2 separate regions of the Danio rerio genome follow, and region 2 is linked to region 1. A link is a contact called in public Hi-C data. All regions are on one chromosome and are shown on one strand. Each heading gives the region's core, a stretch centred on a gene start, on an enhancer-like site or on the middle of the called end of the contact. The rest is flanking DNA. Distances are from core to core; before and after follow the strand shown.

Region 1 (5,608 bases), core at 1,843-4,342:
TTACATAAACAGGAATAAAAAAGACAAGTATAAAAGAAAAATATAAAGACAAATAATATAAAAACAGATTAAAATGTGTTAAAACATTCGGAAAAGAATGAAAAAGAAGAGAAAAACATAATAGTGCGATCTATCGGATGTAACACTCAATATAGGCACAGCTAAACAGATGTGTTTTACAGTAGGTCTTCATTTGAATGTGCGTAGTGTTGGAGCACATCTGATCTTTTCTGGAAGCTGATTATAGCAGCAGGGGCATAATAGCTGAAGGCCTATTGACCCTGCTTTGACTGAACTCTTGGAATTTCTAGTTTATATGATCTTAAAGATCTGAGGGATCTGTTAGGTTTATATTCAGTCAGCATATCTGTAATGTATTGAGGTCTTAGGGTATTTAGTGACTTATAGACAAGTAATAATACTTTAAAGTCTATTCTGAATGTAAGTGGGAGCCAGTAAAGATCTGAGGACCGGTGTGATGTGCTCTGATTTTCTGATTCTAATCAGAATCCTGGCTGCAGCGTTCTGGATGAGCTGCAACTGTCTGACTGTCTTTTTGGGAAGGCCAGTGAGGAGGCTGTTACAGTAATCCACCCTGCTGCTGATAAAAGCGTGAACAAGTTTCTATAAGTCTTCACTGGGAACAAAGTGCCTAAAGTGTTTTTGAGACGGTAGTATGTGGATTTAGTTACTGCTTTGACATGACTATTGAAGCTCAGATCTGACTCCAGAATCACACCAAGATTCTTTATTTTAGAGACTTTATTTTTTTATGCACAATAAGTGGCCATTGTGGTTATCGTTTGATTATAGCGTAGAAATCTCTATTTATAAAGTGAAATGCCCCCACACTTAAAAAATAGATGTTCTAATAGAGCATTTTTCAGTAATGACATACACTAGATTAATTATTTTGGTTTCCACAGTCTTTTAGTAAACAGTTGTCAGAAGAACATTTTTTCTTAGTGTGAAGCTTATTTAATGGGGTCTAAGATGATTTTAAGGCAATCTTTTCTCAACATTTTCAGCAATATTTCTAACAGTTTATAAAGCAATCAGAGTGCACATTTTATGTCATGTTTAGTTTAGTTTTGTAGCAAATGTTTAAAAATAAATACTAAGGGCCCTATCATACACCTGGCGCTATAAAGCGCGTGATTTGTTGCTATTTCGGACCAGCGCAACTCTATTTTTCACGTTTTGTGTCACGTTGTTTAAATAGCAAATCCATTTGTGCAACTTTGTAGACTCATTGTGGTGTTCAGCTCTATAAAGGAAGTGTGTTAAGGTGATTGTTGGCGTGTTGCTATCACAGAGTGCGTTAGTTAAGCGCCTATGCAGGTCCAAATGCTTACACATCACTTAATACATACAGAATGTACAGCAATACACAAATATCTTTACAAATGAAAAAAAAAATTAAAGGATTAAAATGTTACAAAATTATTATTTTCTAGATAAATATAAAAACCACGGGCTGCATGACTTCTTCACCTCATTCATGACAACCTGCAGTTGTATAATGTTATCATTATTTGCAGTATTATTTATTATATGCATATTTATATTTGTTTTATTAAAAGCAAGTTTAGATTTGTCCACCTGTTGGGCTTTGGAGACGAATGCATTACCATATGGGGCATAAAAATGAATGTGTGTTTGGATATAACTCAGTTTTTTGATCACACTTTGTTATAGTTCATGTATTCATTTGCTGGAAATTAGGTCTGAATTTAGAAATAGTTTTGATAGTTTTTTAATAGTTTTGAATATGAAGGCTAGCGGATGTCTTCAGTGGAGTGTGCACAACACAGTTTCTTTACTCCACAAAAGTAAAGGAGTAAAGAGTAAAAGTAAAGTAAAAAGAAAGTAAAGAGGCAGAATGGAGGTGGCTCATTCTTTATCCTCGCGCTGCAGATGGACTGTTTAACTGTTTTCTAGCTAGTGAAGAGTTCAGTTTTTCCACTCGCAAAGTCTGCCATGTAAATAGCAAATGCGCTATGGCGCAACACAACTGACTCTTAAAGGGAATGAGAGATGAGACTGATTTGTTTAATGCACGTTATGCTCAAAACACACCCATTACTCATTAGGAGAATAAACATAACCCTGTTAAGACCATGCGCTGAGGTGCATTTTTTATCCTTAAAATAACAAAATTGGATTCAGACCTGCTTTTAATGCATTTGCACCATGCGCTTAAGACGTTGCGGCTAGATGGTTAAAATAGTCTCTTCACATTCCAATAGTAAAGAATAAATTAAATGATATAAATGTATTTATATGTATTTTTCCAATGCTAATATGCTAAAGTTAGGATTTTTCCAGATCTACAACTGCACTTTTAATGATTTTTGTTGGCTATTTAAACACGTTATTGGAAATGAAGCAGCTCAGCTACTCACCACAGCTTGCATGGTAGACGCTTTTGAGGAGTTGATTTTATGTAATTTACTCACATGAATACTTCATTCCATGTTTAGTGTGAATCCAGCATAAAAAAAATAGGATATATTTACTTTCACCCAACACAGTGATATGGGATACACTGATCTAAGTAGCAAGCAAGACTACTATGATCTGACCAAGTTTCAAGTCTCCGGCCATTACAATTTGCTTTGCACAAAAGGTCAAAATAATAATCCTAACAATTACAATAAGTATTTCAGTGCTTTATATTTAAACCCCTAATAAAGACAATAGCATTTGAAGTAAAATCTATGGCCCTATTAAGATTTGTAACTGATGCAAGATTATATATGAGTGCAGTATGTACTTTGGCCAAGACTTTGCATCTGTGCTTACCTATACCTCATTACATTTAATAGTTCATCTCACTTTAATGGTTTAGTTATTTTTATTGGACAAAGATACTGATTAAGCATAGGATTTTCTCCTTATTGAGATGAAATTGCCCAGCAAGTCATAAGTCTCGTTGATCACTCAATCATAAACACACACAAAGCTCAACTCAGATGTTGTTGACACAGTCAGACGGCCTCCTTCCCAGCAGTAGCTGTACCACTGACCTCACACCGCCGAGGGGAGGGACACGCTTCACCCCTGAACCCTGGCCAACGTCTCTCTCCTCCACCAGTCACTCGCCAAGGACGTGGAAATCCCATAATAACTCGTCTCCAAGGCACCCCACCAGTCCAGCTCCCCACTTTCCAGATGTTTCCAATTAAAAAGGAGGCCTTTCACTCGTAGCCTATTTTCTTCATGCTGAGAGAAAGAGCACGAGAGCAGGTTGAAGGGAAGAAAAATGACTTTCTTCTAATACAAAAAGGCCGTTGAGGGCAGAGAGTGACATTTGAAGAGTCACAGTGACCGGACACGAGTTTTGATGGCAGATATCTGAGAAATGGAGGATGAGAAGATGAATGGCGTCGCTCATGTCTGAGTCAGATTAAAATCATGCCTGTGGTCACAAAATCTGGGCCTTGTTTTTTAAAAATGCCGGCTTTACTGAAGGTGTTCTGCCAAATATAATCATCACAGACAAAAGACACATGGGCGGTGTTTTTTCAGTTGGTGTGGTGGCAGCCGCCGGCAGGTCTGTGTTTGCCACTCAAAACCACAATGTTACCACAATAGAGACGGCCCAGAACGTAATAGGAGGGAGGATTTAGAACGAATAGTTCACCCAAAAATGAACATTCTTTCTTCTTTTACTAACCTTCATCTTTTGGTCTGATCCAAACACTAACCTTTTGTCTGTACTGTAGAAATATCTGTTAATTAATAGCTGTGTGTAGCTTGGTATTTATTCGTTAATTTCCTTTGAATGCCAAAATTAGATGTTTGGCAGAATTTCCAAGCCGCTCGTTTCCATTCAGTAGAAAGAAAACAAGACTGTTATGGTCTAATATGTATTTTTGGCAAATAATTACCCTTTTGACTCTTGAATTATGTACTGTATTCTAAAACTACACTGTAAAGAACAGAGTAGGTGACTAAGAGAAAAAGTACTGGTAGCTAGGGCTGTAACGGATCACAGTTGATCTGTGATTTGTACAGATCACAACTCACAGTTCGGAATACACGTGACCCACATATTAATGCATTTTTTACTTGTGGATTAATCCTAAATTTGTAACGATCACAGAGAGATCACCTCTCACGTCATTCAAATCACATGTATAAAAGCATTTAGGCTTTCCGGTAAAATATAATGATGACAGAAGATGTTGTGGTTGGTTATTCGGGATGTGGTGGGTGTTCACTTAAAGGTGTTTTCTGTTACTACTTGTTTAGCCTGCATTAATGCAATTGATGTAAGCTGCACGATTCATCATTAAAAGATCGGGATCTCAACACCAGCGCAACATAAATGATAAACGACAGTGATTTGCATATGTTTATTAATCCTAAGAGATTCAGTCTTTAGTCTTTTGAGTTAGTTATGAAGTTGCAAACAGTCAAATAACACAGCAGTACTGGGATAACAGTTTATAGCTTAGATAAAACCACTGATGTTTATGGTAAAGATTAAAATCATCATCATCTTAAAAATGAAAGCTGTATGCAGCAATTACATTATTTAACCAATAGCTGGCGACAACCAGCCATCAAAAAATGCCTCTGAATAATTCTTCAAAAATGATCATCTAGCAATGAAACAAGTTCATGAGTGAATAACTGAATCATTTATTAAAAAATGAGACTAAAAATAAATATGGGTTGTTCAAATTATAATGTTATATTTATAATTTATTAGGCTAACCCTAACTTATGATCACAAGTGATCTGGTAAACACACAATTCACTAAGGAACCACAAATCCGCCAGTATATGGACTACAAGTTCTAGTCAAGCACTGCTTACATGCACCTGTTCATCATTCCAATGATTTCACACACTCACGACTGGGAGCTGCTCATGAACTGATTACATGGACTATATAGCACAGCACACACACCTATTTGCGGCGTCTTGTATACAGTTTTGTGAACATTACGATGTGTTTTCCTTGCCTTGCTTTGCCATGTTTTTTGACCCTCTCCTTATTTGTTTTGTTTGTGTTGTCTGCTGCCTGAGTTTACTGACTAATCGCCTGTGTATTTGACTTCGATTCTGGATTTGACTACATACATCTATTTGCTCCTGATTGTGACTGTTGCTTGCCTGACCATTCTCTTTAAACCTGTATTTGGATCCGTACCTCCTTTGTCATCATTCACTTCATATCACACTAACAGTGCATTTTTCACAGTACTGAATATTTTTATTTTTATTCAGCTGATTATTTCTTTATTTTATTTTGAATAAAATTACAGGTTCTGAGTTCTGTTTGTTTAAACCAAAATGTCTTGCATTACTGTTTTTGTAATAAATGGAAAGCAAATGACATTTCTCTCCTTCCCTTTTTTGGCTGATCCAAAAAAAATGTCTGATTCTTGACTAAAAAACCTAATGTGATCCGAACCATGAGATTTGTGATCCATTACAGCAATACTGCCAGCTTATACTCTTTTTTTTTTTTTTTTTTTTTTTTTTTTTTTATTTATTTTTTTTTGGTAGTGTAATTTACATGACCAACCATGAGCATTTTGTTCATTTAAGTTAAATTTTTACATCAAAACTTTTCAGCGGAGGAATCCCACAT
Region 2 (5,608 bases), core at 965-3,464, 42 kb before region 1:
TCCCCTGAATCCATACATAATGATTAACAGAAGCATTAAAAAGACATGAAAATACACTTTATACATAGGTTAAAGCTGATAGATAGATCAAAATATGTATATATATATATATATATATATGTATGTACATATATGTATATATCTGGTGAATTATGATGGGACATAATTTTACCCATATTTTTATGCTGTAATGCTTTCTATATGTCTAACTTTAAATTAAAGTCGGCACAGTGGTATAAACCACCAACTATTCCAGCATATGTTTTACTCAGCAGATGCTTTGCCAGCCGCAACCCAGTACAGAGAAACACCCATACACTTTTGCATTTCTAAACTATGGCCAGTTTATTAAATGCAATTCACTATAGCGCATGTCTTTGGACAGTAGGGGAAACCGGAGCACCCAGAGGAAACCCACGCCAACACGAGGAGAACATGCAAACTTCACACAGAAATGCCAACTGACCCAGCCGGGACTCCAACATAGGCTCATTCTGAAAATGTAGCCCTATATACGTGTCTGGAGATCTAGAATTATGTAGCCAGACGTACGTATGGCTGCATTTCATTTTTAAAATAAACCCTAGGCATGGTATGACGTCGTTCCGCGCTTTTGCGCTTATCAGGTTAATCCCTTACCTCCGTATGGATGGCTTTCCCGCTGTTATGTCTAGTTAGTTCACCATGTACAGTTTTTTTTAGTTTATTTTATTTTTTTTAATGCAAGAACGATAAATGCAAAACAATGCTAGAGGTAAACAAAAAAAGGAAAAGTATAAAAAAAAATTATAAAGGTAAAAAAACTCAATAGGTAAAACAAAATTAAATAGCAGAAAAAGAAATTACAAATAAATAATGCTAGGCCTTGCTAACTCACAATAACCTCAAAGTGTCAAACAAATACATGGTTTTAACAGCTTTTTTGTTTGTACTCTCCTTAATGGTATTTACTGTTTATAAATATTAAGTTCTTTAAGTACCAATAAAAACAGAGGTTTCTGATTGCTAAATTTACATCGATAGATATGACTCTTGGTAAGTACAATCAGAAGATTAATAACATAAGCTTCATTTGCCAACGTCTTATCATAGTTCAAAAAACCAAAAATAACATATTCATACAGTAAAACACAATTTGACACCATGTACTGTACGTTGGTGGACTTGAGATGTATAGTGGAGTTTGAGTCAGGTGAAGCGGGTAAGACCAAAACAGAATCCAAAAAATAAAACAAACAAGTAAATAATAAGGTGAGAATGTGGTAAAATCTGAAAACGTGGTAAAAATCAAGTAAGAAAAAACAAACAAATCAATAAAACATGCTGTGAGAGCCAACGTGCTGTCTCTGCCTTTGCATATCTTTAAGTTTAAATGATTTTGTTTTTACGGAAATAAACAGCCTAAACACTTTTTTAAATATGTCCTTTTGTGTTTTACATGAACATTACAAGTCATACCAGTTTGAAATTACATTTACATTAGTAAACTAATACCTAGGTGAATTATTCTTTTAACATTGAAATATTTAATTGTTTGCCTGCTGATTCCTATTCCTTTGTTTGACATAAAAAGCACACTAATATTTCCTCAACCAATGCTGCTAAGTCAAAATAATCTGCTTATGGATCAATAGCAATTTTATGCTTCATGCAACAGTGTTAAAGCCACAGCTGTAGACAGTTTCTCTAATGCCATTAAAATAAATAGGAAATACATAGTATGAGCTGATAAAAGACTTAATTTTGCGGACCATGTCCCTTGTGATTTTTTGGCTTTATCTCATTATTATTCTCCACACTTATAACCAGCTTAGCGCACCCGTCCAAAATGCGCTATTTAATTGGTTGAACACAGCCCGTCATTTTTAGAGAGCCCCATCTGTGGGACACGTCACTGCCCAGGAACCGATTCAGGATCTGGCAGAAAATCCGCACAATGCAAAGGGGGGTTTTCGGAAGTCCTTGGATAATGTTTTCTCCAAAATCTCTTCTCTAAATCACTAACTCTCATCCCCCGAAACCTGTCCATCTTTATCGTTTTCCATCTCTTTTCTCGGTCAAATCCACAGACAGCTGCGAGCACCTGGTGGCTCACTCATTTCGGAGTAGGCAGATGTGGAAGTTTTTTCTTCGTCTTCTTCTGATGTGTGTGAGTAAGTAGGTTGCTCATGTTACAGAAATCATCCTGCACAATAGTAGCACCTCGAGTCTTGCTGTCTGCCCCCTTCCCCCCACGGTCTCCGGCTCTCCTCCCACATCTCCCTCATGCCCCGCTCTCAGGCTTGGCTAGCGGCCCGTTCAGAGGGAGCGCGGGACTTCAGGCCCTTCATCTGTTTCACTTTCTCTAAAATCTTTATTGATTTTTGCAGACATTCGCGCAGTTGCCTTGTTTGTGTTTCAGGTGGTTGCAAGGTAATTCTCTGTGGCTGCGTTCTGCCGAAAATTCTGGACTGTTTTCTTTTGAAAATCGTTATTAGTTAACTTGATTTTTGTGTTTTGTTTCCTGGGGAAACTGTGAGTGGGGTTTTGTCAGAGCATCCCTAAGCGGTTGCCACAGTTTTTTTGTGTGTGTACATCTGTGTGTTGGGACTATTCTTAAAGGCACAGTCCAACATAAAAAAAACAAAAATATCTGTTGATTTAAAGGACACCTATTTTACCCCTTTTTCAAGATTTAAGATAAGTCTTTTGTGTCTCCAGTATGTGTCTGTTAAGTTTCAGCTCAAAACACCCATCAGATTATTTATTTCACCTTTTAGAATATTGGAATAGTTTGCTCTGAACACATTGCAGCTGTTTTTGTTGCCTGTGCCTTTAATGCTGGTTCTCCTCGCCCACCGGGAAGTGCCTGTCAGAGTATATGTCTCCGGCTGCATCAGATAAACAGCACAGTGACAGACATGAAGAAAGCAGATCTCACGTAACGTTTATGAGAAATACTACAGTAAGAACTTTACCAGTCATAATTTAATGTATTTGTTGTGGAGTTAATTCAAGCCTTTCTGCAACGATGAGTCACACACAATGTTGTTTCAAAGGTTACACACACACACACACACACACACACACACACACACATTTAACTTGAAACGTTTTTGCACTGCAAATATGACAGTATACACGTTAATATTCACTGCCGTATGAATATCCGTTATGTTAATGTACAAAATAAACCTGATTTAATGTCCACAAACCAGGATTGAGGCGCCTTCTTTTATAATTGTACTGACATGTGCTGTGGTGAAAAAGATGGTGAAATCGCTGTAGTTTATTACGAACATGCACCGTTTTAAACTTGTAAAACTCATTCTTGATCACATTTGATGATGATTGATGATCACAGAGAGCTCAACAGATCTTTTAATCCCAGTTGCATTCGGCACATCCTGTCTTGTTGATATGATTATACAAGTTACTACAGAGACATGTTAATACGCTGCTTTCAATCAAAATGGTGAGTAGGAAACCGCATTCCTAGGTGAAGTAGCGGTCTTCCTTAACACAAGAGAGATTTGGATCCTATTTTAATGTCAGGAAATTAAAAAAAAGAGACTTGTTGTGTTTATATCACTTCAATATAACTCCAATATATCACTCCGATATAACACACTATACCTACACACAGTTCTGTCCAATCAGCTTACACAAGATAATTTTCCTCATAGGTGCGTGTGCAGACTGGAATAATGCTTCGTTTTGATGTGACATGTTAAAAACTAGTCGACCAATGAGATTGGCACTTCTATTGACATGCCTGAAGATGCTAAAAATACAGTAAATGCAACTCTGTGGCGCTAAAGCATGTAACGGTCAAAGCAAGATGCATATGGAGCTGCGTTCAAATTAAGTGCAGTGCGGGACACCAAACAGCTTCCATGTTCACAGGATAATTGTGTCCATCAGTTGTATTTTTCAATATCTTTCATGCCAAATGGCCCTTAAAAGTGGCCAGTTTTGATCAGCAAGAAACAACGAAATAATAAATACAGAAATAAACCTGTTAAATAACAGAAAAAAATCGGCCGCTCAGGTGCTGTTTGCACTATTGTGTTTGAGTTTTAAAATGCTTAAGTTTTGTCATCATTGACCTGCCAAAATAGAGCATTTTGAATTTAATTTGGGAACACTGATGTTCAACTCAGATAAATATGAAACCTAAATATAACTAAAATGCAAAAGACGGATTAAAACTAATTCAAAATTCTGTCAAAATGATAATGATCTAATAAATTAATTCAAAATACACTAAAACACCAATCATGCTAACTATAAACCTTCAGTTATGAGCATTGGTGTTAGCACTGGTATTATTTGAGGGTTTGTTTTTATATTTAAATCTATTTTTGAAACCAAAATGAGTACAAATAGTATATTACAGGGGTAACGCAGTGGCGCAGTAGGTAGTGTTGTCATCTAACAGCAAGAAGGTTGCTGGTTCGAGCTCTGCCTGGGTCAGTTGGCGTTTCTGAGAGAAGTTTGGATGTTCTTCATAAGTGCTCGAGGTGGTAGTGGCATGTGATCCTCCACATGTCTTATTATGTGGTAGAATGCCATGAGATGTATTTCAGTGCTTTTTGAAATTCGAGCAAGACATAAGTCATCCTGTGTCTCTGTAGGAGCATCTTTCTCGACAAAGGAGCTGTCGAGACCTTCATTGTGCTCCTCTACTGATTACTGAAGGCAAAAATTCCTCCAGAAGCACCACACCCTTCACATCTCTTTGTCCTTCAGCGTGCAAAACTCTTCTACCATTTTGTTTTCGCCTCTCATTTATAAATCAAGTCATTTCATCATTCCTAATGGATATGCAGGAATGTGGTAACAATTTCAGCTGAAGAAAATCTTGAAAGCTAAAAGTAATTATTTCAGTTCATCACTGATAAAGTGTTACAGATAGGGTTTCCTCAGTACCATATGTTGTTGCTGACTCCAGACTGTGTGGGCAAATGATCTTTTGTCTCATAAGTGAGTACAGTTTGATAAATATCACGCTGGCAAAGGTTAGTGCTCACTTATTTCAGTCAAATCAGTAAAACAGAAGTAAACAGAACATTCTTCATCTCTGAAATGTCATCCAGACCCACACGAACAGTTTGCCCTTTCTCTCCAAAGGTGCTGGGTTTGGCTTTAAAGGGATGTGCTGGCACAAAAGCAGGCTTTAGTTTCTTCTGTCAAAGATATATCAATGTGGTTGTTGACTGTCTGGAATAGATTTCCATTTTCTAACCACAAGTTTGCCATGTTGAAGTTCATATGCTCTGCAGGGGTTGCTCTTTTAGACTGATTTACTCTCAGCATCTCATATTCACAATCTAACCAATACACTGTTGGGGAAACTGTGTAACTGATCAGAGATCTGTTGCATGGGTAATATCACCCAACACCCACAGTGGTGGGCACTGTGCCAACATCCTGCCATCTTTTCATTCTTTCCCGTACTCCCCGTAGATCTGATAATCAAGCATAGTGGGCTTATACTGGCAGATCCCATACCTAGATTTGAGTGTGTGCATATGTACATGCATATTCAAGACTGTACTCCCACAAATCATAGCCCCACTCAAACCCTGCTGTTGTGCTAATGCAGGTCTTTGTAGTGGCTCTCCCT

What was found. Hi-C and Micro-C count contacts between places; a contact is called where the count stands out from the background.
Region 2: a contact with region 1 is called in a Hi-C map of an unstated tissue, with 3 times the contacts expected there. The contact joins two enhancer-like sites. A contact is called at or near these places in 4 of 18 Hi-C or Micro-C datasets (caudal fin, embryo and an unstated tissue).

The regions. Positions count from the first base shown.
Region 1 is chr5:64,746,990-64,752,597 of GRCz12tu, reverse strand. All of the region lies in intron 1 of mcama (melanoma cell adhesion molecule a), which reads left to right. Among named protein-coding and RNA genes, the nearest start is that of tlcd5b, 47 kb to the right of the region's middle. Within about 2 kb of position 3,092, at least 18 of the 62 cell types and tissues checked have an H3K27ac peak or open chromatin away from gene starts, as enhancers often do.
Region 2 is chr5:64,788,022-64,793,629 of GRCz12tu, reverse strand. The region is part of intron 1 of mcama (melanoma cell adhesion molecule a); the gene reads left to right. Among named protein-coding and RNA genes, the nearest start is that of mcama, 10 kb to the left of the region's middle. Within about 2 kb of position 2,214, at least 20 of the 62 cell types and tissues checked have an H3K27ac peak or open chromatin away from gene starts, as enhancers often do.